Linked DNA regions of Mus musculus: all the other regions are linked to region 4. Evidence: chromatin contacts called from public Hi-C and Micro-C data. All regions are on one chromosome and are shown on one strand. The core of a region is the stretch at or near the end of the contact, and the rest is flanking DNA. Distances in the headings are between cores, read along the strand shown. Region 1 has its middle 39 kb from the start of Ets2. Region 2 has its middle 12 kb from the start of Gm32130. Region 3 overlaps Gm32130 (a long non-coding RNA gene). Region 4 holds the start of Brwd1 (bromodomain and WD repeat domain containing 1).

Region 1 (5,535 bases), core at 2,726-5,225, 340 kb before region 4:
CAGTGAGATAGATAGAGAGAGAGAGACAGTGAGAAACAGACAGTGAGCAAGACAGAGAGAGACAGTGAGCAGAGAGACAGAGAGAGGGAGAAAAAGACAGAGACAGAGACAGGCACAGACAGAGACAGATAGAGAAAGAGGAAGAGAGAGAGCTCAAAATGGCACAAATCTTTAAACTCTCAACTTCCATTCCCAGTGACACACTTCCTCCAACAAGGCCACACCTTCGAAGTTTTCCCAAACAGTGCTACCAAATGGGGACCAATTATGCAGATGCTAGAGACTATGGGGGGCATCTCATTCAAACCACCATGCAAGGCATCCTCAGGGCTCCGTGGGCCTCAGCACCAAGACACCAGGGCAGCAGTGGTCCAGATGGGGACCCATCTTTAGACACACAGTACAAGCTACTTATGAGGCCAGAGGAAGGACATCTACTGAGCTCGAACATGGAGGCTGAGCCACCTCTCTGTTTCCTCCTCCCTCGTAAGCAGTGATCTCTGACCTCCACAAACACCGCTGAGATATTCTCAGCTCAAAGAACAGCCAATCTGAAGCTGGCTTTATACTTGAATATTCTTTTCTGTTCCCTCTGCTGATGAAATTTCAGGTCCAAATCATTAAGATCGGGCTGAACAAAAGCTGCTAGATGAGAGTAATGGCAAAATTGATGTGCAAGGACAATCATCCCCCTGCGCCTGCAACATTTCTAACATCAGGTGCAGAAGCAGTCCTTCAAAGGAAATCAAACGAGTACCTGGTCCAGTACTAATAGTCTCTGAACAGGGTAAGGGCGTGAGTCAGCTCACTCCATCAAGGCCTGCAGAAGGCAGTCTTCACAGTAGTAAAGGCGTTCTCTGACCATCCTTCCAGATAACTAGGAAACAGAAGGTGTGCGGAACAGGATGTATGGGGTAAGAGGATTTCAGAGGGCAGCTGGCTTTCCAGACACATGGCAGACTATCCCCTGAACCAGCTGATAGAAGGTGTCCCATACAGAGGCCCAGTGTGGCTTTAAGACCCTGGCCCTTTTTCTTGAGCTTCCTAAACACATAATCCATAACACAAAACTCCAAGGCTCAGCCATGGTTGTTAGAAAGTCCCAGATTCAATGCTTGCCTTGATAGGAGACCATTCCTGAAGGCTGAAGGCAGCTGCAGTTGAGCCTCCCAGTGGCCCTGAAACTACCTACTTATGCCTGGGACTCATCCTGCATTCCTTGAAGTGAAGCCCTTTCTTCCCTAAGACCTCACTGAACCCTAAACTATGAGAAGGAGAACAGGTTGTCCAGATACCTGTGGCCCTTTGCGTGGGATGGATTGACTCAAAATAACCCAGGGCCATGTGGGATACACAGGACCATGTGGGAGGCAGCAGGAGTATCGTGGAAACCGTGGAAACCGAGAGGGAATCACCATGGCAACCAGCTCTCTAGCCCTCTCTTCCCTGTGGCGTGGTCTAGACTTCCTCTCTCCAGAACCTGTGGCCTGAGCCTCTTCCATACTGCGCTGCAGGACCTAGCAGGTCTCTGTAGATTTGCAGAGTTGGGCAAAAATGAACATTTGGTATGTAGTCTCTGCACTCAAGGAGGAGCCCAAAGCCCACAACCTTTCCAGAGCCTCGGGTCCAACACTATTGGAAGGTTTCTTTCCCCCCAGAAACAAATAGTTAGGATAAAGTCATAATAGATAAGGGTAGGCACCGCAAACAATGACAGGTCTTTTTATAAGTAAGAAAATGGAGTCAGGAAGATTCACGGGGGTGAAGTATAAGAGGACAGAAGGGCAGGCAGAGCCCGGAGCAGAGTAGCCATAGTCAAAGAATGCCAATGAGGGAGAGCCAAAGAGGAGCTGGAGAGAGGGTAGGAGAGGGTCTCCAGTGTGCCTGGGCTGGTTCACACACTTCTGAGGGCAGAGCCAGGTGTGGTACGACTGTCGGAAGGACCAGGTGGTAGTGCTTTGCTCCAGCAGTCGTAGGAGAATCAGGCAGTACCACGGGGGTAGAGGATGGCTTTATTTAATTCAGAGTATGCTGTATGGTTCTGCTATTCACTGGAAGCAGCCAGCGATCTATTCCAGCTTGTGAAAGCCCTTTAATACTTTAATACCATAGTGTCTAGAGTCACAAGAGCGATGCTGCTGACATAGGGGAGACAGGGAAAGGAGTGACGATGTTCCGTAAAGGATTTTTTTGTCCTCCTCAAGCCTGTTTCATATGAAATGCAAAAAAAAAAAAAAAAAAAAGCTTAAATTAAAATGAATCACCTGTATTGGCTGACATTTGGGAAAACAGTGATATATCTTCCGTATATAGAGGTATTTTTCATAGAAATGTTCTATGTTAGTGCAATTATACATACGTATGGGTCACAGTGTGCTTATTTGGTGTATGTGTGTGACATGATGACAATTCTGAGTCATGCGCACTTCTCTCTCTTGGACATTTACTATGTAATGTTGGGGACTGGAAGCACCTTAAACTCATTCTTTATAAAATATACAATAAATTATAAATGCTACTTTATCATTCCACACCATTATCAATTTGACACTTTCCCCACACACCCCACCTTTCAATGCCTCCAGTGACCTCTGCTCTGCTCTCAGCTTCTATGTCTTCACTTCCTCTGGCTTCCGCACACGAGCAAGAACATAACACTTGTCTTCCTGAGTCAGGTTTGGTTTATTTAACATTCTTCTGCATAAAAAGAATCATATGTGCTCAGAGGTGTGCTCCTCACAGTCTCTGCCCAACCCTACCCAGACATCAACCGAGTCCCTAAGATGGCCGCTCGCTCATCAGTCTCCTCTTCTTTGCTGAGTTCTGGATATACAGAGGTTTCTCTCCATTGCAGATTACTCCTGTCACAGGGGCGTTTACCACACGGTGGGGGAATCCTGCTTGCTTCCTTGGCTTGGCTCTGGCACTCCCATTAGCCTTGCATATTTGGAAATATTTCCAAGTGGATGGCCCCTCAGAAACACAGGAAAGCCATTCTCAATCCAGAAAGTAGGCTTTGCCAGCCTTGCTTTTGTTTATCCTTGAGCAATTAGTGACATCACATCTTTTACAGAAAGGACTTCCAGGGATGACAAGTCTTGACCTGCGTCGTGTTCCTCGCTGCCTCTTGCGCTGCGGCCTGCTCTCATGGCGTGAGGAGTCCGGTTTACTGGAAGTTTGGGTAAACAGCAATCCTCTGAGTAATTAGGATTCAATTAGGCCACAGCTTCATGTCTGCGTGAATCAAGCTCTTACCCAACCCCTGGGAAGAATTAAATAGGTCAGGCCTCTGTTTACAGAGCAGAGCCATGCTGGCGGCTGCAGGCCGTGTTCAAGTTATCCCTAGTAGCTAGAGGAAGCCCATCCATGGTCTCATGTTGGGCCTTGTGAAAGTGGCTGAGCCAAGGCCAAAGGATGGATCCATCCTCTCCGACATGGTCTGTGGGAGGGTCCACAGCACACTGGTCTCAAGTTTCCTGGCCAATTTTGGCTTCTCCTTTCCCTGGCTGGGCACTACACAGGCAAGGGGCCAGATCTCCTTATGCTGACTGTGAGGAAGGACCAGCCCTGCCCTGTGAGTGACAAGCTCACAGCCACTATCCTCGTAGGCAGTCTTACCGCAAAGGACACCTATAGTGAGTCTCCCTGCTGACTAATGTCTAAGCTGCCTCACAGTTCCCAATCATGTATTAGATTTTGAAAAGTATACATGTGTTCACATGTACGTTTCTACACATATGACGGCAGGAGGCACTCTTCAGTGACGTTCATTCCTGCCATGCTGGCTGACTTGCAAACCCCAGAGATCCACCTGTCTCTGTCTCCCTGTCCTGGGATCACAAGTGTGGCCTCCAGTCCTGGTTTTTTTGATGTTTGCTTTTTTTTTTTTTAATGAGAGTTCTAGAGATCACACTCAGCCCTCATGCTTGTAAGACCAGTACTTTATGGCCTGAGTCATCTCCATAGTCCCTCAGATATTTTAAATATAGTTTCCCCCGTACCCACAGAGTACTCATTCTTGGAATTCCTCTGTCAGCTCCATAACACAGTCTGTGTGTTTGACTTCTCTTATATAGAATGGTCTATGCGCATCCCCCCTGTGTATTTTAATCACCGTTAGATTAGTTATAATAATCAGTATGAATGTGATATATAAGCCTCATAACCTGCTTAGAAAACAGTGGTGGGAACAAGTCAGCAGAGATGCATTTTTTTTTCCTTGAATAAGTTCTGCCCACAGTTGGTGGGATCAGTGTATGAAGAACTTACAGAAGGGGAGGGTCCATCTGAGACTGGAAAGGACAGAGACCAGAGCCTGGGCTATGAGCTCACTACCTACACCCAACCATAGCGGACGCTTTGCTCCACTGCTCTGCACACACCTTCTAAGAAGAAAAGCAATCTCTAATGCAAACACAAGGTCACGGTGACAAATGGCTGGAGTGAAATTGCTCTGATCATTTCTGTGTGTTTGTTTTTGTTGCTGGTTTTATCGTTTGGTTTTGTTTTCAGTCTCTAGGGTCTGTCCTGACACCTTTTGGTCCTGCGGCAGTGATGTGCACGTCTCCTGGGCTAAGTCGATCTTGTTAGATGTTTACCAGCTGCCGGATGCACGTCTGTTTTTACTACTATTGTTTGATTGTTTTGGGTTTTTTTTTGCTTTGTTTTGTTTTGTTTTTTTACTTTAACATTTTTTCACTCCTGTCTACTTCATGTTTATTTTTTCCTCCTTCCTATTCTGGGATTTAATTTTTCATCTCTTAACGTGAAAGGTTAGATCTTTTCTTAGCTGTTTCCCACAAATTTGAACATGCTGTGTTGTTATTCTCATTTAGTTCAAAATAGTGTTAATCCTTCCTGTGACTTCTTCTCTGACCCATGAGCTATGTTGTTTAACTTCCAAATATTTGGGGATTTTCCAGATTCTTCTGTTGTTGACATATTAAATTCTGCTGTGGGCAGAATATAAACTTTGTATGATTTCAGTTCTCTTAAATCTGCTGAGGCCTGCTCTTGGGTTCAGCACATGATCTGTCTGAGTGCACATACAAAAAATGTACATTCGTTCTGTACCTGTCCTGGTCGACACGGTCACATCCTCTAGTCATCTTGGCAAACAGCGATTTTTAGACCTAACATAATTTTTTTTTAACAACTGTTTGTTTGTTGAAACTTTCAGTTGTGTGTGTGTGTGTGTGTGTGTGTGTGTGTGTGTGTGTGTGTGTAATGTGGAAGTGCTCATACCATAGTGCACATATGGTGGTCAGGGGACAACTTTGTGGAGTTAATTCTCCCCTTCCACTTTTCTGTGGGTTCCAGGAATTGAACCCAGATCACCAGGGTTGCGCAGCAAGTACCTGAACCCACTGAGCCCTCTCATTGGCCCCTGTTTTCTCGTCCTATCAGATCTGCCCACTTCCCCTTGGGCTCTGGCTGGTTTTGCTTCCATCTTTGTGCACACTGGGATTAGTGTTATTTCTCTGTGATTCTCTGGACCTCTGTCAGAAGGAACCATCCCTCCTCCCTGTCACTTCC
Region 2 (5,694 bases), core at 2,460-4,959, 270 kb before region 4:
ATTAATATTCACAAGGGCTCAATCCACAGGCTCTGCCCTATGAGAGAACAGAGAAACTGGCTGGGGAGAATAAACTCTGAACACCAGCTCCATGGCAGCTGGGTTGGAATCACCAAGAGTCCCACAGTCTTCCTTTTCTCAACAAAGTATCCAACAGAAACACTGCTCGGCTGATGCAGGGCCTTGCTTTTCTTTGGCATCTTCCTTCCCTATGTCTGTCCTCCCTATGTGCGCTGTGTCTACACAGAGGCTCAGGGACCCAGGGCACTGTGACCTCAATGCCTGCCGACTGAGCCACAACACTAAGCTGGCCCGGTGCCCGCAGGCATTGTGTTCATAGAACTCTGAGGGAAGAACACCTGCATGTATCCTTCCAGTTTCCTGCCAGCCACAGATCCCGTGCTGCATGTAGGGAAGGAAAGTACTGAGCCATTTGCTGGGCAAATAGTTGCTGTGTATCTTAGTGCAGAGGAAACATCCTTTTGCAGGAATAAAGAGAAATGAGTGAGAAACAGGGCGGGGAGCAAGTGACTCTGGAATTGGAGCCTCTTGCTCTGCTCATGTGAACAAAAGACGTACTCCCTCTTGGCCAAAAATATTGTAGAAAGTAGAAGTGGTAGCTCATACTGCAATTACACTACTCAAATGGAGCTGAAGCAGGGGGATTACTGTGAGTTCAAGGACTACTGGGGCTACAGACCCAAACCCTCTCACAAAATATAAAATAAAAACAAAATGTAGCAATCCAAAAAAAAAAAAAAAAAGTGTTTGCTCACAATAACATAGAAGTGAAAATGACCCAATTGTGCACTATTGGGAACATGGATAACTAATTCATACCAACAAAGAATGGTTGGTCAAGAAGGGAAATCTGACACATGCCCAAGCTCATGGGACTTAGGTGCATGACTGTGGGAAAGAAGTCAGTCACAAAGGCCAGAGGCTACACGATTCCCTTCTGCAGGCTATCTGGAGGTTGCAGATTTATAGAAGCAGAGGAAAAGGATAGCCTTCAGGGCCTTGAGGAGAGGGCCATGGGGGAAGGGGTTGGGGGAAAGACCCCCAAGGGCTGGGGAAGAGGACTCCCGGGGTCTGGGGGAGAGACCCCTCCCAAGGGGCTGAGAACTCCCTGGGGGCTGGGAAGAGAGCCAGGAAAAACTGCTTGATGAAAAAAATTAGTTGTTTTTAAAGATTTATTTATTTATTTTATGCATATGAGTACACCACCATTGCTCTCTTCAGACACACCAGAAGAGGGCATCAGACCCCATTACAGATGGTTGTGAGCCATCATGTTTTTGCTGGGAATTGAACTCAGGACCTCTAGAAGAGCAGTCGGTGCTCTGTGCTCTTAACCACGGAGCCATTTCTCCAGCCCACAATTTAGTTTTACAGACAGAAAGTAACCGGACACAGAGAACAGAGAAGGCCACACAAGTAGGATGTATGTCAACTGCTGTGCTCCTAGCTGTGTAGGTGGTAAACCTCAAGTCATAGACATTTTACTCCCAACCAAGAGTGAACCAGGCACGGTAGCTCACACTGATGATCCTAGCAGAGGCAGAAGCTGGATGGCAGGATGGAGGCTAGCCTGGGATTTTTTTGTTTTTTTTTGTTTCAAACAAAGAAAATAACAAAGTCAGTGTGCTTGGGCTTCTTTCTCCTTTTCCACCTTGCAACTTAGTGGCTGAGTGAAAAAGAAAACCAGTGACACTGTGGATCCAAGTCCTCTAGCAGGCTTCCTCTACCAAATCTCCTCCAGCAGGCTGCCAGGCTGCTCTCTACTCTGACTGCACTGCACATTTGAACACTCTTGATAGGTAGAGGGGAATTTGCCTTAAAATGGCCAAGGGGTCTACCCTACAAACTAAGTTGTAAACGCTGTAGCGGAACCTAGTACAGTTATGTCCTGAGGACTCCATCCTGTGCAGGAGCTGAGAATCAAAAACGGACAGGTGCTTGAATGGAACCAGTAACTCACATTCACTAGGCCAACGTGTCTATATCCTGCGGAACACAGCTGAGTGCTTCATGATCACAGAATCATGGCCATCAGCTGTGCTGAATTAAATAATATCCTTGCCTGCAGCAGTGCTAGCATGGATCCTGTACTCTGAGGAACACAAGTTCTGTTCTGTTCTTTCTTTCTTTCTTTCTTTCTTTCTTTCTTTCTTTCTTTCTTTCTTCCTTCCTTCCTTCCTTCCTTCCTTCCTTCCTTCCTTCCTTCCTTCCTTCTCTTCTTCTTCTTCTTCTTCTTCTTCTTCTTCTTCTTCTTCTTCTTCTTCTTCTTCTTCTTCTTCTTCTTCTTGACTCACTGTGCCATAGAGAATGGCCTTGACCTTCAGATTCTCCTGTCACCACCTTCTGAATGTGTGCTGAGGTCACAAGCATGTGCAGCCAGGCCCCGTTTTTATGCAGCCTGGGGAATTGAACCCAGGGCTAAGCAAACATTCTACCAACTGCACTATGCCCCTAGACCCCAAACTCCTGTTCTAAGGCTCAGTGATTGCCATCTTGAAATTCCTAAGTCCTGAGCATGGAGTCCATATTTTCCTTTGGCACCAGGCTCTCTGTGAATTGCATGACCTGTCTGTCATTCCTACAAAAGCTAGCTGGTATTCTAGGTCAGGGTCCACAGAAGAGAGCTTTAAGGAAAGGTGGACTTGGGAGCTCACAATCTGGATAACACCCAGAGAGACAAAGCTGACCATCCCAGGAACTTCAGGTCTACCAGCAACTGACCAAGTGATTAGCTGCTGCTCCCTGAACTGCCTGCTGAGAGGGGAAAAGACTCAGGTCATGGAATAAGAAGGATTTCTCTGGAGTGTGAGCATGCTCAAGCTGATAGAAAATAGAGAATCTAAGACATAATCTGGATGTTCAGTGGGCCATAGAACAGAGCCAAACTATAGAGAAAACAGCGTCTTGGGAGATGAGCTCAGGCCTGGCCCTGGGCTAGACATGAAGCATCAAAGTCCCTCCACCCAACCCCCCTTCTATCCCTAGGGCTTTCACTCTGATGAAGACTAGCTCAATGGCCCACAATAGGCAGCTGCCATTTGAGGGGTTCCTGCTGCTTCCTATTTCACAGGAGTTATCTCAAGTCCTTCCCAAAATTGCTGTTAATTGACCCATTTTCCAGATAGGGACCCAGAGGATCAGAATCCCTTTGCAACTGTCCCATGGTGACAAGGTCAGTTGGCAGGAGAAGGAATGTGAATTGGGGTCTTAGCTTTTGAAATGTGGATTTAACCTTGAGCAAGTGCTACATGGCTGAATATTGTCAGTTTCCTAAGGCAGCTCCCACTGAGCTCATTCATACGAGCTGAGTGAACCCATGGATGGATCAAGATCATTCTACATTCTGAAAATCGGCATGCTGGGCAAACAGTTCCCTTAAGGACAAAGAAAAGCAGAAAAAAATAATAATAAGCACAGCAGTCCTGGGTGAGAGCATTGTTGAATCAAAACCCTTGTCTCACCCTGAGCCAGCCTGCTTGACAAATGAGTTAGCTGGCCTGGTCACGGCACCCTGTAGAAGGATAAGCAGACAGCTGCCCTCCAGGTAATGAATCTGCAAGGCTATGGCTGACTGCCTAGGAGTAAAGGTGGGGCAGAGTGCAGGGAAAGTGTAGGTTCTCAGAGCACTGCAGCTTGTGAGCTTTCGATGTGCCACCCACGGCCTGGGCACCAGGCAGTCAGTTGCTGTGATCTGGCACACAGCCTGCAGATAGCTTTGCATGCCAGCAAGCTGGGTTTCCCTAATCAAACACTACCCTGGACATCGGCCACCAGTCTCTCCAGCCTCGATGGAAATGTACCACCTCCCTAAGATGTTGCATGGAAAGTTACATGGTCATTGCCTCACAGGAGCCTCAGAAAGCACACAAAGCACACATCCCACAGCAATCCCAAACCATCCAGCATTTCATCATTTTTTTAAAAGTCTGTGGGTGGAGGGGAGCAAAAAAATCATGAGGTCCGTGAGTGGATGACTCACTGGAGACAAAATGACAAGGCAGTTTCTGAACAGATGGAGGACGGGACACTGGGCAGATGCTGCCCTGGGCTCTCACGTGCACTCACTCACTCGTTCATTCATTCATCATTCATTCATTCATTCATCCATTCAGCTGAGTGTTCCTAGTGCCAGCTGGGCACTGTGGCGGGCACCTGGGAAGGGGCAATGAAATAAAACAAAACAAAACAAATCTCTCTTCCCTTGGGCCCCCACTCTATGACAGAGAGAAGAAATGGACAGAACATGTGTTTGGGGTGATGAGAGCTGAGGGGTGACATCAGTAGGATGGGAGAACTGCCTCAGTGGAAAGGAGATGAGAGATGAACTTTGTGGCAAAGGGATGTGGTCTATCCAGGCAGGGGAGACGACATGGCCGAGAGAGAATTAGAGTCAGTGTGGCATAGGCATGACTCGGAAGAAGCAGAATGAATGAAAACGGGCAAGCAGGAAGGGAGTGCAGAAGGCCCGGGGATCTCTGGGGACATGTGGGCAGCAACTCTGACAGGTGGCAGCTACTGTTCTATGCAAAGGATGCACGTGAGTGGACTCACATCTGTCCAAGGCTGAGAGGAGGTAGGAATGAGAATGTGGCTTCTGTCTTGGTGCAGAATGATGGAGCAGATGATCTAGGGCCACTGCCAGTAGCCAGGTATTCATGTTGTGGTGCAGGGTTGGGCACCTCTCAGCACCTCAGGAGACTTGTGGCATTGCCTCCCTAAAATGGTCCTAGGTGGTGGAAGTCCACATGTGGACCTTAGCCAGTCTAGCAGGTTCCCCGAGCCATGTTAGTTCTATTTCCAGTGGTCCTGGAATGAAGTCACTCTGTGTTTGACTTCACACGGTGACTGCTGAGGTGGAGGAGTCCACGTTGGGTATATGACTGCCGCTGTGTGCCTACCGTGTGTGTGTGTGTGTGTGTGTGTGTGTGTGTGTGTGTGCGCGCGCGCGCCCACGCAGGAGGAAAGTGTGTAGGGTCAGCACTCATTCACTCTAAGGAGAGTCTGTTTCTCAGATCATAATTTGGGATAAGAAACAGAAGAGCCTCAACAACTCTCGGAGCTTCTCACTCTAGACTTATCAAAATGAAAATAGAAGTCACAACCATAGAACTTACAGACGTATTTCCTTTCTCAAGCCATGCACGTGTGGTGGGTTTAGCCAGACAAATCGGCAACCACATGAAAAGAAGTGACTTACACTGGGACTCATAGCAAACCGCTGAAGTGCAAACGTTCCAGATGCCCCATGAGCTAACCTCAGGAACCACAAGTTAGCCTTCTGCACCAGTACCTAGGACAAATATCTAATCCATCACCACCCGTAGGACACATGGGACCCAGGACAGCTATGGATGAAGCCCAACACTAAATAAGAAACCTACTTCAAACACTGTGCACATTGTTTTTCAAGTTCAGGTTTTCACAAACTGTCTGGTTCTCCAATAAGCTGAAATGCTGGCCACCCAGGAAACTCTATGTCTGGTGAACTCTATGTTCCCTTTATGCAACTGGACTTCTGAACTGAAGTTATTCCATGTAAGAAAGCCTTTTGATAAGACCTAGGCTTTGAGTGAGTTTTTATCAAGATCTATCCCCAGCAAGGCAACTGGGATGGATCAAATACTAGTCACCAAAAAAAGACTTTGCCCGTCCACTCATTGTAAATTTACTATG
Region 3 (5,669 bases), core at 752-3,251, 310 kb before region 4:
CTGTCTTAACCTCCAATGTGTCTGCATTCTTCTATTAACACAGTCTGAAGCCCCAAAGGCTACGTCATCCCAATGGTGATTTGGAAGGTAGGTTTCTGTCAACCAGAACCCCTTATAAACCGTGGTGCCTGGACAACCCCTTCCTGGTTGGGTTGGACTTTGTCTGTCATTGTTGCCTTTCTTAGATGACCTGCCATAGCTTCAGTCTTTCTCCACGGTTTCCTGTCAGGGTAGCAGATTAGACAGAGGTCGGGGTTAGGGAGGAATCTAGCTTGCTTTATTCTGCAGCTCAGACTTGCCTGCTCCTTGCTTTTGGGGCAGAGGGGAAGTTCAGGCAAGGTCTAGCCATGGATCCCACACTGGCCTCCAACTCATGATCTTCCTGCCTCAGTCTCCTGAGACCTGAGATCGCAAGCGTGTGCCACCGCATTTCCAGTTTTAGAGACCAAATGAATCAAACCCTTCATTTTGTAGACAGAGATACAAAGGCTTAGTTGCAGCAAAGAACTGTTGGAAGACCACACATATTCACAGCAAATGTCATGGTGCCGATATCCCAGTTCTCAGGTGCTGTGTGGGGATTTACTCAGTCAGGACACTACACAGAGCCTACCAGCTCACCGGAGGAAGAAGGAAAAACAAGGTGGATCCTGCTAAGCAAGAGCACTTAAAGGTCACAGCCATCCATTGCTGATGAGAAAAAACAACGAAATGGGAAGTCTCCCAGTCACAGGGTGAAGTAGTTACTGGACCTGAGATGGAGCAGAGCTTGGGTGCATGGCATGACGCAGCTGGCAAGCCACCGAGGCCAGAAACAAAAGGAGGAGTGCCAGGATCCCACACCTGTGAACTGAGTGGACTATTTTATGTATGTAAGTACACTGTCGCTGTCTTCAGACACACCAGAAGAGGGCGTCAGATCCCATTACAGATGGTTGTGAGCCACATGGTTGCTGGAAATTGAACTCAGGACCTCTGGAAGAGCAGTCATTGCTCTTAGCCACTGAGCCATCTCTCCAGCCCCTAATGTGAACTTTTCAAACCATGTTTAGTGTGGGGCATTGTGGGATATCGTAGACATCTTAATGTGATAAGAAGAAACCAGGTTTGGTACCTAGGCAAGTACTCTAACCACTGAGCAACAACCCACCTCAATACCTCAATTTTTAGAAAAGCCTTGGACCACCTTGCTGCTGGTAGCCAGTAAAAGAAGGTGGCAAAAAAAAAAAAAAAAAAAAAAAAAGGCAGACAGGAGAAGCCCTTCCCATAACCACACCCACACCCACCCCACTCCCAGGCAGCACACAGAGGCAGCAGCAGCAGGTAGGTCCAGCTCTCATGCACTGCCTCCCCAGCGTGCCTCCTCACAACCTAGTGTGCCCTGGTTGCTAACCCTATTCGGTGCACCTTCCTCTCTGTTTTGTCTACCTGGAGCTTCGGTGGAAAGTGTCACTGTGTGCTCTCAAGCCCAGAGAATGGAGTCTAAAGGGCCTGCTTGCCCCGGGAAGAACGAGGAAACCTTGCTTGAAATTCGGGACACCAGCTCCTTGATGGTGTGAAGGATTATCTCTGGTCCTCACCCTAACAAGCCTCTCACCTGTAGGCAGTGCAGGCCTGCCTCTGCCCAGCTTCATCTAGAATCTGCTAGACTTGCAGGGCACTGAGGGGCAACAGTGAGCCCGGGATCAGATGGTGAAGGGTGCAGATCAGCTTCTGGATCCCTGGACTGGGGACAGGTGGGTGTGGGTCGAGGCTAGGGGAGGAGAGGGGAGGGGGTAGGAGGTGGAGGGAGGGAGTACACTGGAGGTGGAGGAGAGGTGAAGTTTTCCAGGGATCCCAACAAAGAAGAGAAGCAATTTCAAGCTGTTCCAGAGGAGGGAAGAAAAGAAACTTAAACTGGAGCCAGTTGGAAGCTCATTTCTTTCATGCCGGCTTGACTGATCCTGTGTGGGCGGCACAGCTCCTGGCAGCAACCGACTGTGTGTGGGTGGTGTTCTCAGAACAAAAGTTCACTGCTGCCGCCAGAGCCAGCACCTAAGCAAGGGATTTTGTCCCCTTACAGTCACTGCGGGAGTGAAGCCCAGGTCCACGCACTAGACACGTATACCCTGCACACGCACACCACAGCACACACAACATACAACACACACCACATGACACACACACACCACACGACATACACAGACCCATATCCCTCACACACATACCACACCACACACACACACCAGGGCACACACACCACATCATACCACATACCCACACACCACACACATCCCCACATACCATATACCACGCACCCCAACACACCAACCATACCACACACTACCCACATTGTACCACACTATAAGACATACAACACATACATACATACATACACAGCGCACACACACACACACACACATATTATACATACATACACAGCACACACACATATAATATACATACATACATACTATATATACAACAGACCACACACATATATATACACACCACACATACTGCATGTACCCCTCCCCCACAGCCCCCCCCCACACATACACATAAACACACACACCCCACATGCACTTAGAGCATGCATACCACTTCTTCCCACCCCCATCTTTCTGCACCCACTGAGGTCTTACCCATGTGAGTGAGAGCTAGCCTGTCAGGCCTCCAAGGGAAGAACAACATTAAAGCCCAGAGCAGCTATAGCTTTCACTATAATGAGCACAGGCTTTCATGAGCTCTGAGAGTCTTCAAAGAGCTTGGCAAACACAGACTCATTAAGTCTCCTACATTCTCCCTGTCACAGATGAAGACAGCAGTGGCTTACCCAGCACAGGCTGATCTCAGGCAACAGAGCCTGGCTTCCTGACCCAAGTGACACAGCCCCTGAAGCCCTGCTCCATCTTAGGAAAGAGTCAGGTAGGAAGGTTGGAAGCCCAGGACCAGCTCTGTGAAAGCAAAACTGAGGAGCAGGGACAAAGACAAAGTGACTGGTGACAGGTGTCAAAATCTCCTCTCACACAAGTGAGGATGCTGGCCAAGCCTCCCTGAGGGCTGAGCTCACTGGGTGCCTTCCTCTGTGAGGAGAGCTTGCTGGACTTCAGCTACAGGCTGAGCCATAGCCTCCTCCACCCTCCTTCCTGTATAGGCAACATGGGAGACACGGCATTGGAAAGCTGGGTCTAGCACATTCCCTTCCCAGGGGGTGACTCATGGTCACCCATCAGCACACCTCATGCCCAGGCTGGGTCTCACAAGTGCCTCAGAGGATGGCCCTCTTCCTCCATGCCAGAGGGAGAGTCCAGGAGTTGTGTGTGCTTACTAAAGGCCCAGGAAGATGCTTCCCTGCAAGTGCAATGGGAAGAAAACCATTCTCATCCGGGAAAGCAGTTCAGGAAGAGATGTTTCTACACTGTCTTTCCGTGAATGCTGAGCCAAGCCCCTCCCCGACCGCCACCACTGTTCCTGTCCGTTAGCTGGCCAGGGCTTAACTGGAACAAGGTCTCCATGGGAAGAACATATAGCCTCTGGCTCCCAGTTCCCAGGATGCTGCTGGTGATAAGAGCTGTCTACCTCAAACCCAAGTGCAGCACATATACACGCAGTACCTTCCTTCAGAGCTAGGGCTGTTTGCTGTGTGATTACCTGAGCCAGAAAGACAGCAGCAGAGATGCAAGCTTTGAGGAGGCACCGGGAACTACTGAGGGTGTTGTTCTTGGCTCCTCAGTAGAAACCTTACCCATTTCCATTTCTTCTAAAGCCATCCACTCTACAAATGCCACTTTCAGTGCTAGGCATAAACCCAGGGCTGACACTTCAGTGTGTGTGTGTGTGTGTGTGTGTGTGTGTGTATGCATGTGTGTATGTACAAGCATGGTATGAGTGTAGGGGAGAACTAAGGGATACACTCTATGTATGTATATGTATGTGTTCCTATGTGTGCATGTGCACATTCTAAGCATGTGCAGGTATGTATTTTTGTGTGTGAGCATGTGCATTGTGTAGAGGCCAGAGAACAAACTTGGGTGTCGTGAGTGTGTGTGTGTGTGCATGTGTGTGTACATGTATTCATGTGCGCATGTGCATGCATGTGAGTATTGTGAACAGCTAGGGAGTATGCTCTATGTATGTGCATGTATGTGTTCCTGTGTGTACATGCATGCATTCTAAGCATGTGCAGATATGTGTTTTCATGTGTATGCATGTACATTGTGTGGAAGCCAGAGGACAAACTTGGGCGTTGTTCTTTCTCGGTGCCATTTATCCTGTTTTCTGATACCTGGTCTCTCACTGGGACCTGAGGCTTCCTGAGAAATCTGCCTGGCTCCCCCTCCCTGGTGTAGAAAGAGCGTACAACCACGGCCTGGCGTTTTCCTAAGTGCCTGTGATTGAACTCCGTTGCTCCTGTTTGTACTTTGCTAGCTGAGCCGTCTCCCCGTGAGACACTGTTCTCAAGGACAAGTGTTACTGGGTGAACTGAATGAAGATCTTCAACCAGCTGGGTGGGAAGGCTATATTAGCAAAATGCAAATGCGTATTTCTGAGCAACCAAACCAACCTTGGATGCAATCAGTGCTGTTGTCGGAAGCTCGGAACTGAGTGTTTGTAAACAGTAGCAGCTGGCTATACCACCAGGAGCTCAGGAGTTTAGGCTCTGCCTCTTCGGTTGCCTGCCCATTGAACACAGGTTGAGCAGCCCCAGTGTAGAATCCAGTGTTCCTGTAGCTGACAACAAAGTCCCTCCCAAGGGGCCTGTGACCATCAAATTAAATGTGGTCTGGAGGTCTTGGTCAGCGTCACTACTTCTCTTAGCTCTGGAATTTTTTCTTCCAGAATCAGTTCTATGTGCCTCACCCCCCCCCCCAAAAAAATCAAATAATTATTGGTTATTTGAGTTGGGGTATTAACCAAAACAATGCCTGCCTGTAAGGGCACTGAAATTTGTGGTTTTGTCATCTAGGTATTTTAGCTAAAAAAATGGGGACTGAGGAAAGGGGAGGAAGATGGGAGGCAAGGGAAAATCGGGGAGTAGTGTCAGTTAATGGTCAACTCTAGGTGGGAAAGGGAGGAGAGAAGACTGGGCCTATTGTAAGTAAAGGAGTAGGAAGAATTTTAAATGGAGGTAACCGTGTGAATTCTTGTTTTCCTGAGGAAGTGAGGAAGAGAGGCCAGTGTCTTCCCAGCTGTCTGTCCTCTCAGCAGAAGTATCCACGGCTTCCATCCAGGGAGCTAGGGTCTGTTTACTGAAGCGATACCCTAGACATGCAGGGAAGTCCCCAGAAAGAGAAACAGTCTACCTTGAGACAGGCAACTTGTACAACACCCATACTGCTCACCTGCTCAGCACCAGCCAGAGGTGTGAAGTCTCTCCGGTGTGAATTTGGGGCAGTCAACCACACACTGCCATCCCATAGGCTTGGCTGCAGATCTGCAATGCCATCTGGTACCAGTGCTGTTGTTGCTCACACTAGACTTATCCCGTGCCTCCTGCTGAGAAGGCTGAGAACCCTTTTCTCTGGTCCCCTCCATCCCCATCTCCTGTGGAGAACACATGTTCCAGGCCCTTCCAGATCCAAAGCTCAGAATTCCGGAAGAGGAGCCATACTGGGCACCACAGTCCTAAATTATCTTTTTAGGTAGAGGAAGGGCAGAAATGCCTGGCTTCAGAGGGAGACTGAGGA
Region 4 (5,503 bases), core at 2,412-4,911:
CCCCTTAAACTGCCCTCACCCACTCAAATACCTTCCCCACACACACACACCAAATGTAACTTACACAATATAAATTACAGGGAGGGGAGAGATGGCTCAACAAGTCAAAGCACCAGGACCCACCCTGGAAGAAGAGTCAGCTCTAAACTGTCCTCTGACCACCACATGCCTGCCAGGACGTTCCAGGACTACCACACACACAGCTCCAGCAGTTACAAGAAATACTATATGGAGGGTGCCTAAAACGGATCTCAGTGGGGTCAGAGGACACTGGCTCACAGGAGACACAATGGGTGAGAACCAACACAACTTTCTGACTAACCACTGGGTAACAGGTAACTGGTGCCTGGGTCGGCAGGCCATTCACTTGTGGGAAGATTTCGCTGATGGGAATTAGAATACAATGCCTCAGACGAAAACAGAAACACAGCAAATGGTAAACTGCAATCTGTGAGTATGTGGGGAACAACTCCCACTTTGTGTAGGCTTCAAATAAAACTCATCTAAATACTAAAGAAAGTGAGAGCATCTGAAGTCTAGAAGCTACACGTACATCCTCACCAAAACTATACCAATCCAGGGCCAGCAGACTGCTCAGTGAGGTCCACCTCCACAACCCAGGCCTGCACCCTGTCCTCACCCACCACGGGAAAGGAAAGGGTGAGGAGGAGACGATACCCTAGCAGTGACCAGCCAGGTGACAAGCAGCATGACAGAAGACAGTTCCCTCAGACCTTTCAGCACCAGGGCCCTATCTATCTCTGTGCCTCTAACGTCCCCCCGTCCCCCGCCCCCCCCCCCAGTAGGGCAGCAGTGTCCCAACAGCTTGGCTTTCTTCACTCAAAGGCTGTGCTCTGCATTAACACAAGTGAAACTGTTAGACGTTCCTTAGACCCAGGAGGTAGATAGGAAGGGGGTGTGGCTATAAAGAAGCTGAGCTCTCCTGGGGTTGTAAATCAGAATCAGGTCCCTGTCCCGTAGAAAACGTGTGTGGTTAAACCCTGCCTGTGGGTACAGCACTAGGAGACAGATTGGATTCACATTCCAGCACCTACCCATCCTACAAACCTTTTAAAATTTCATACAGAAGAAAACAGACTTGGCTGGGCATAGTGGCACACGCCTTTAATCCCAGCACTTGGGAGGCAGAGGCAGGTGGATCTATGTTGAATCTGAGGCCAGCCTGGTCTATAAAGCAAGTTCTAGAACAGACAGGGCTACAAAGAGAAACACTGAAAAAAAAAAAAAAAAAGAGGTAGGTGGTGTCAGGGGGAGGGAAAAAACAAACTACTCAGAGGAAACCCTGTCAAAACAAACAAACAAACAAAAAAACAAAAAAGACAAAAGAAAAGGGCATTGCATGCCTGTACATGTGTGCCATGGCTTGAGGGTGGAATGCAGAGGCCCACTTGTGGAAGTAGGATCTCTCCCTCCTCCACTCGGGGTCCCCAGGAGTAAACTCACATCGTTAGGGGTAACAGAAAGTAGTTTTATAGATAAGTCATCTTACCCACCTGAACATTTGCTTCTTAAAAATAACTCTCAAAAGTCAAATTAAACAACAAACCAGCAACCCCGTTTTACTCAGCAACTGCACCTGTCACGGCCAACACCTGGCTGTGGAAAGGACAATGGTAGAGGCTCTAGACCAGTGGTCCTCAGCCTTCCTAACGCCGCGGCCCTGCAGCCCTGCACAGTTCATGTTGGGGTGACCCCCAACCATAGTTATTCTCGTTGCTACTTAACTGTAATTTTACTACTGTTATGAACTGCAATGTCGATATCTGACATGCAACCCCCCCAAAGGGTGGGTCCCGTGGGTTGAGAACCGCTGCTTTAGCACTCCTGCCCTGTTCTGCTGAGCCCTCTAGTTATCCAGTTAACTCCTTAGCCCTGGAAAACAAGGTATAGAGAATGAACTGCCCACATGCATGACTGACGCCCTGGCTGACTTTTTGTTCACTACTGGTCTTGGACACATGGTGAAGTCAGTGAGCTCTCCTGTAATCCCGACCCAGCAGAGGATGAGTGAAGCAGGACTGCAAGTCCAAGCCAAACGGGGCTGTGCAGCCAAACATCAACAGCACACACTCATCTCAACCTTCTGTAACCAATATGCTCAGTGTGAGTCTTTTATCTTAAAATTGTCGAAGATATTCTCCTGCAACATTTGTGCTTCGTTAACGATAAACACCCAAAGCCTCTGTTACCTGGATAAAACTCAACTATACACAAGAACCTCTAAGCAAGTAGGGAAAATAAGGCAAAGGAAAATAAATGTAATCCGCAAGTTACCACTCCTCGGAAATGTTAAGACAGGCACACACAACTGCTTCTGAGAGCTTAGTCCGAGCTCTCAGAAGCAGGAAATGAATTCAAGGCCAGCCTGGCCTACCCGAGTTCAAGGCAAGACAGTGGTACGTAATGACACCCTGTCTCAAAAAATAAATACACCGACTGACGGATGTCAACTTAAAGCCTGAACCGCTACATACAGCAAGATCAAGTGTGAGCCAACTTTCTAAAGGCAGTCAACACACAGTGCACGGGTCGGGGAAGCAGGGGTGCCGCACTGACATATTCACCACGGAGAACTCTGTGCGATCCTACAGAGGAAGGGAGTACAGTACAGGAAGGGGCCATTTCTCCACCTTGGGAGACTAAGGACTCTCTCTCTATTCCTGGGGAACAAGAGGTCTGAAAGTCTGGGCGGGGCAGAGAAAGGAGAGACCAATGAGAGCTCGAGTTACAAATCGGGAAGGGAGAGAGATGAGAGCGCCCCTCTCAGTGGCTGGCGGCCGCACCTGGAGCCCCAGCCCGGCCGCGAGCCAGGGGCGCCCCCGCCTGCGCCCGGCACCGCCCCCAAAACCATTTTCTGCCAAATCCCGCCCCCCACCCCGCCACCGCGAGCCCTCGGGGGTCGGGCCCGTCGCCCCGGGACGCCGGACCACCAGAGACCACCCCCGGGCGCGGCCCCGCGGCGCCCGCAGGGGAGCAGAGACCCGGCTGGGGGGCGCGGGCGCGCGGAGGACGCGGGAGCTGCTCACCAATTCCTCGTAGCTCCTGTTGTGCTCGTTGCCCTCCCAGTCCAACCTCTTCGGCAACAGCTGGAATGAGACACGAAAGGCGTCCGGGTGACCACCGCGGCCGGGAGGCCGGGCGGGACCGGGACGCGGGGGCGGGGACGGGGACGCGGGGGCGGCGGACCGACCTGGTACTGCTCCAGCTCCTGCACCAGCACCTGCGGCAGAGAAGACGCGCGGTCAGACCCCGTCAGCTGCCCCGCTCACCCCCGGTTCGTTCGCCCCCGGTTCGCTCGCTCGCCCGCCCGCCCGCTCGCCCAGCCGGCACTCACCTGCGCCGCTCGGCGACACGGGCCAGCTGAGAGGTAGCGGGCGATGAGAAAGTACAGCTCTGCGGGGAGAAGACAGGGACGGTCAGCGGCGGCTGCGCGACACCGGGCAGGGGACGCGCGGCCGTGTCTTACCCGACTCGATGAGAGGCACCGGACGTCGGGCCGGCGAAGGCTCCGCCATGGCGGGGCGCCGGGCGGGAGCGAGCGGACCAGCGAACAAGTGGAGCGCGTAGGCCGCGCCGAGGCCTGACCGGGCCGGCGTACCCCCAGCTCCTCAGGCGCGCGCCGCCGCCGCCATGCCGTGCGCGCCGCGCACCGACGCGTCCGCGGCAGGAAGTCGCGCGGGACCGAGGGGCGGGGAGCGAAGTAGTCCCCCCGCGGGGAGCCGGCGGCGTGGCACGACGCGGATGTGGCTCCTTGGCTGGGAGGCGGGCCTCGCCTCGGCGTCCTGTGCGTCGGGGGCGTGAAGCGCAAAAGGGGGCGGCGAGCCAGCCGGGGCTGCGTCCGCGGGGCGGGGGGTGGGGGGGCTGGGGCGCGCGTGGCCGGATTCCTGCGCGCGGTGAGGCGGCCGCCGGCCTTTGTGCGGCGGCGGAGGCGGTACGGCGAGCTGGAGTGGAGGGGGCGGGGCGGGGCAGGGCAGGGCGGAGCCTGGGAGGACGGTCACCTGGGCTGGGCCTGAAGACCCTGAGGCTGGGGAGGAGCTCTGCAGGAGGGTGGCTGAACCCAGAGCGGAGGCTGCGACACCACCTTACCCGCTGCCCTCCCGACCTCCCGCCGCCCCGCGTCCCGCGCCCCGCGATGGGTTAAAGATGCCCGGTACGGGTGACGGAATCTGGGAGTCCGCGATGACTTGACGGGAACTCAGAGGGCCCGTGGGAAACGGGCTGCGGCCACAAGTGTCAGTCGTTTTGTTGGAGGGGTGGAAGAGTTACAGAAAAATCCCCCTAATTACCGCTCTAGGCTCCTGACCCAACCGGATCTGTTTCACCACGTCCAGTGTGCGCTGACAAGCTCTGACGTAGAGTGCAGAACAGAACTAAACATGGCCATTGTTAGATTTATCGGGCAGCAGAGAGTCAGAAAAAGAGGCCTGACCTCAAACGACCTCGGCTCTTTATTCCCAAACACCAAAAGACAGTCGTCTTCCAACGGGAAAGCGAGCTCCTGTCGCGGGCTAGGGTGCGGCAAGGGAATTGTTTGTGTCTATAAAGAGTCTAGGGTGGTTCGGCTGTTTCTTTTCCTTAGGCTTAGGACATAGTGCTAGGGTGGCTCCGCATTCTTTTCTTAACCCCTGCGCCCCTGCGAAGGGCTGACCGAGCAAGGTCATTTGTAGGAGTCCTGTCTTGTGACCAAGGCGTTGTACCAGCTAGTCATTCTAGTGCCTGCGTGCGGAGGCAGAACGAGGTGTCCCAGTCGTGCCCGGGCAGTGAACCTTAGACTGGCTCCAACTATCAGGTGTATGATCCTAGGCAAATCACTTAACCTCTGTCTCAATTGGCCTTATCTGTAAATTGTAGCCAACAGTGCGGCTCCTTCCAGAGCTCAAGGATTTTATGAACTAATACGCATTTCCAGCCTCTGAGTTGACTTTCATTAATTACATGGAAAGTACATATGAATATGTAGATGGCCCACCTATTCAGAGTAATCCTAACTCAGCAAACACCAAGTGGTAAGATAAAATGGAACAGTAAACTCCACCGTTCCCATGGAAACAGTTTGGCGTCCTTTAAGGGAAAGGTGAACTATAGTGATAAGATTTAGGGCACTGGGATAAAAACCAACTTGCCTGAGGGAAAGGTATGGAACTTTCACTCCTCTGGGGATGTCATGCAACTGAAGGAGAAAGCCAAAGAACTCTGTCATTTACTCGGGGGCTTGCCTGAGTTTGATCCAGAGCAGCACAGAAACAAAGCACCCACTAATCCCAGCACAGGCAGAGGCCAGAGGTTCAGAAGTTCACGGACATGATTATCCACACGGCTTGAGGAGAGCCCCAAGGTACATGAGACCCTTTAAAACAGGTTTAGTTCAAGTATTCGGGGTGACTGATGGACACAACCAGAGAGTCTCCAGCTGAAAATGGGAAAACTGGAACGTTCCAGTCAAGGAGAGGTTGCAAGTTGAGACCAAGATACAGAAAAATAT

The links. Hi-C and Micro-C count contacts between places; a contact is called where the count stands out from the background.
Region 1: a contact with region 4 is called in a Hi-C map of centroblasts, with 2.7 times the contacts expected there. The contact joins the enhancer-like site here to the promoter of Brwd1 in region 4. A contact is called at or near these places in 1 of 484 Hi-C or Micro-C datasets (centroblasts), 1 of 115 datasets of contacts at active chromatin or transcription factors (memory CD8 T cells) and 1 of 9 other capture datasets (liver).
Region 2: a contact with region 4 is called in a Micro-C map of B cells, with 2.9 times the contacts expected there. The contact joins the enhancer-like site here to the promoter of Brwd1 in region 4. A contact is called at or near these places in 1 of 39 promoter capture datasets (pre-B cells), 3 of 484 Hi-C or Micro-C datasets (B cells, CD4 T cells and muscle stem cells), 2 of 115 datasets of contacts at active chromatin or transcription factors (memory CD8 T cells and pancreatic cancer cells) and 1 of 9 other capture datasets (adipose tissue).
Region 3: a Micro-C map of embryonic stem cells shows a contact between it and region 4, with 3 times the contacts expected there. The contact joins the enhancer-like site here to the promoter of Brwd1 in region 4. A contact is called at or near these places in 3 of 484 Hi-C or Micro-C datasets (all in embryonic stem cells), 2 of 115 datasets of contacts at active chromatin or transcription factors (embryonic stem cells and memory CD8 T cells) and 1 of 9 other capture datasets (liver).

Annotation. Positions count from the first base shown.
Region 1 is chr16:95,738,311-95,743,845 of GRCm38.p6, forward strand. No RefSeq gene overlaps it. Among named protein-coding and RNA genes, the nearest start is that of Ets2, 39 kb to the left of the region's middle. Within about 2 kb of position 3,976, at least 64 of the 459 cell types and tissues checked have an H3K27ac peak or open chromatin away from gene starts, as enhancers often do. A contact at or near this core is called in centroblasts and liver, where this site is marked.
Region 2 is chr16:95,811,007-95,816,700 of GRCm38.p6, forward strand. No RefSeq gene overlaps it. Among named protein-coding and RNA genes, the nearest start is that of Gm32130, 12 kb to the left of the region's middle. Within about 2 kb of position 3,710, at least 121 of the 459 cell types and tissues checked have an H3K27ac peak or open chromatin away from gene starts, as enhancers often do. A contact at or near this core is called in B cells, memory CD8 T cells, muscle stem cells and 1 more, where this site is marked.
Region 3 is chr16:95,767,905-95,773,573 of GRCm38.p6, forward strand. All of the region lies in intron 1 of Gm32130 (a long non-coding RNA gene), which reads right to left. Among named protein-coding and RNA genes, the nearest start is that of Gm41509, 27 kb to the right of the region's middle. Within about 2 kb of position 2,002, at least 123 of the 459 cell types and tissues checked have an H3K27ac peak or open chromatin away from gene starts, as enhancers often do. A contact at or near this core is called in embryonic stem cells, liver and memory CD8 T cells, where this site is marked.
Region 4 is chr16:96,078,767-96,084,269 of GRCm38.p6, forward strand. It overlaps Brwd1 (bromodomain and WD repeat domain containing 1), which reads right to left and starts at 3,662. Exons shown (of 42, transcript NM_145125.3): 1 at 3,488-3,662; 2 at 3,356-3,414; 3 at 3,212-3,241; 4 at 3,048-3,107. The coding sequence starts at 3,536.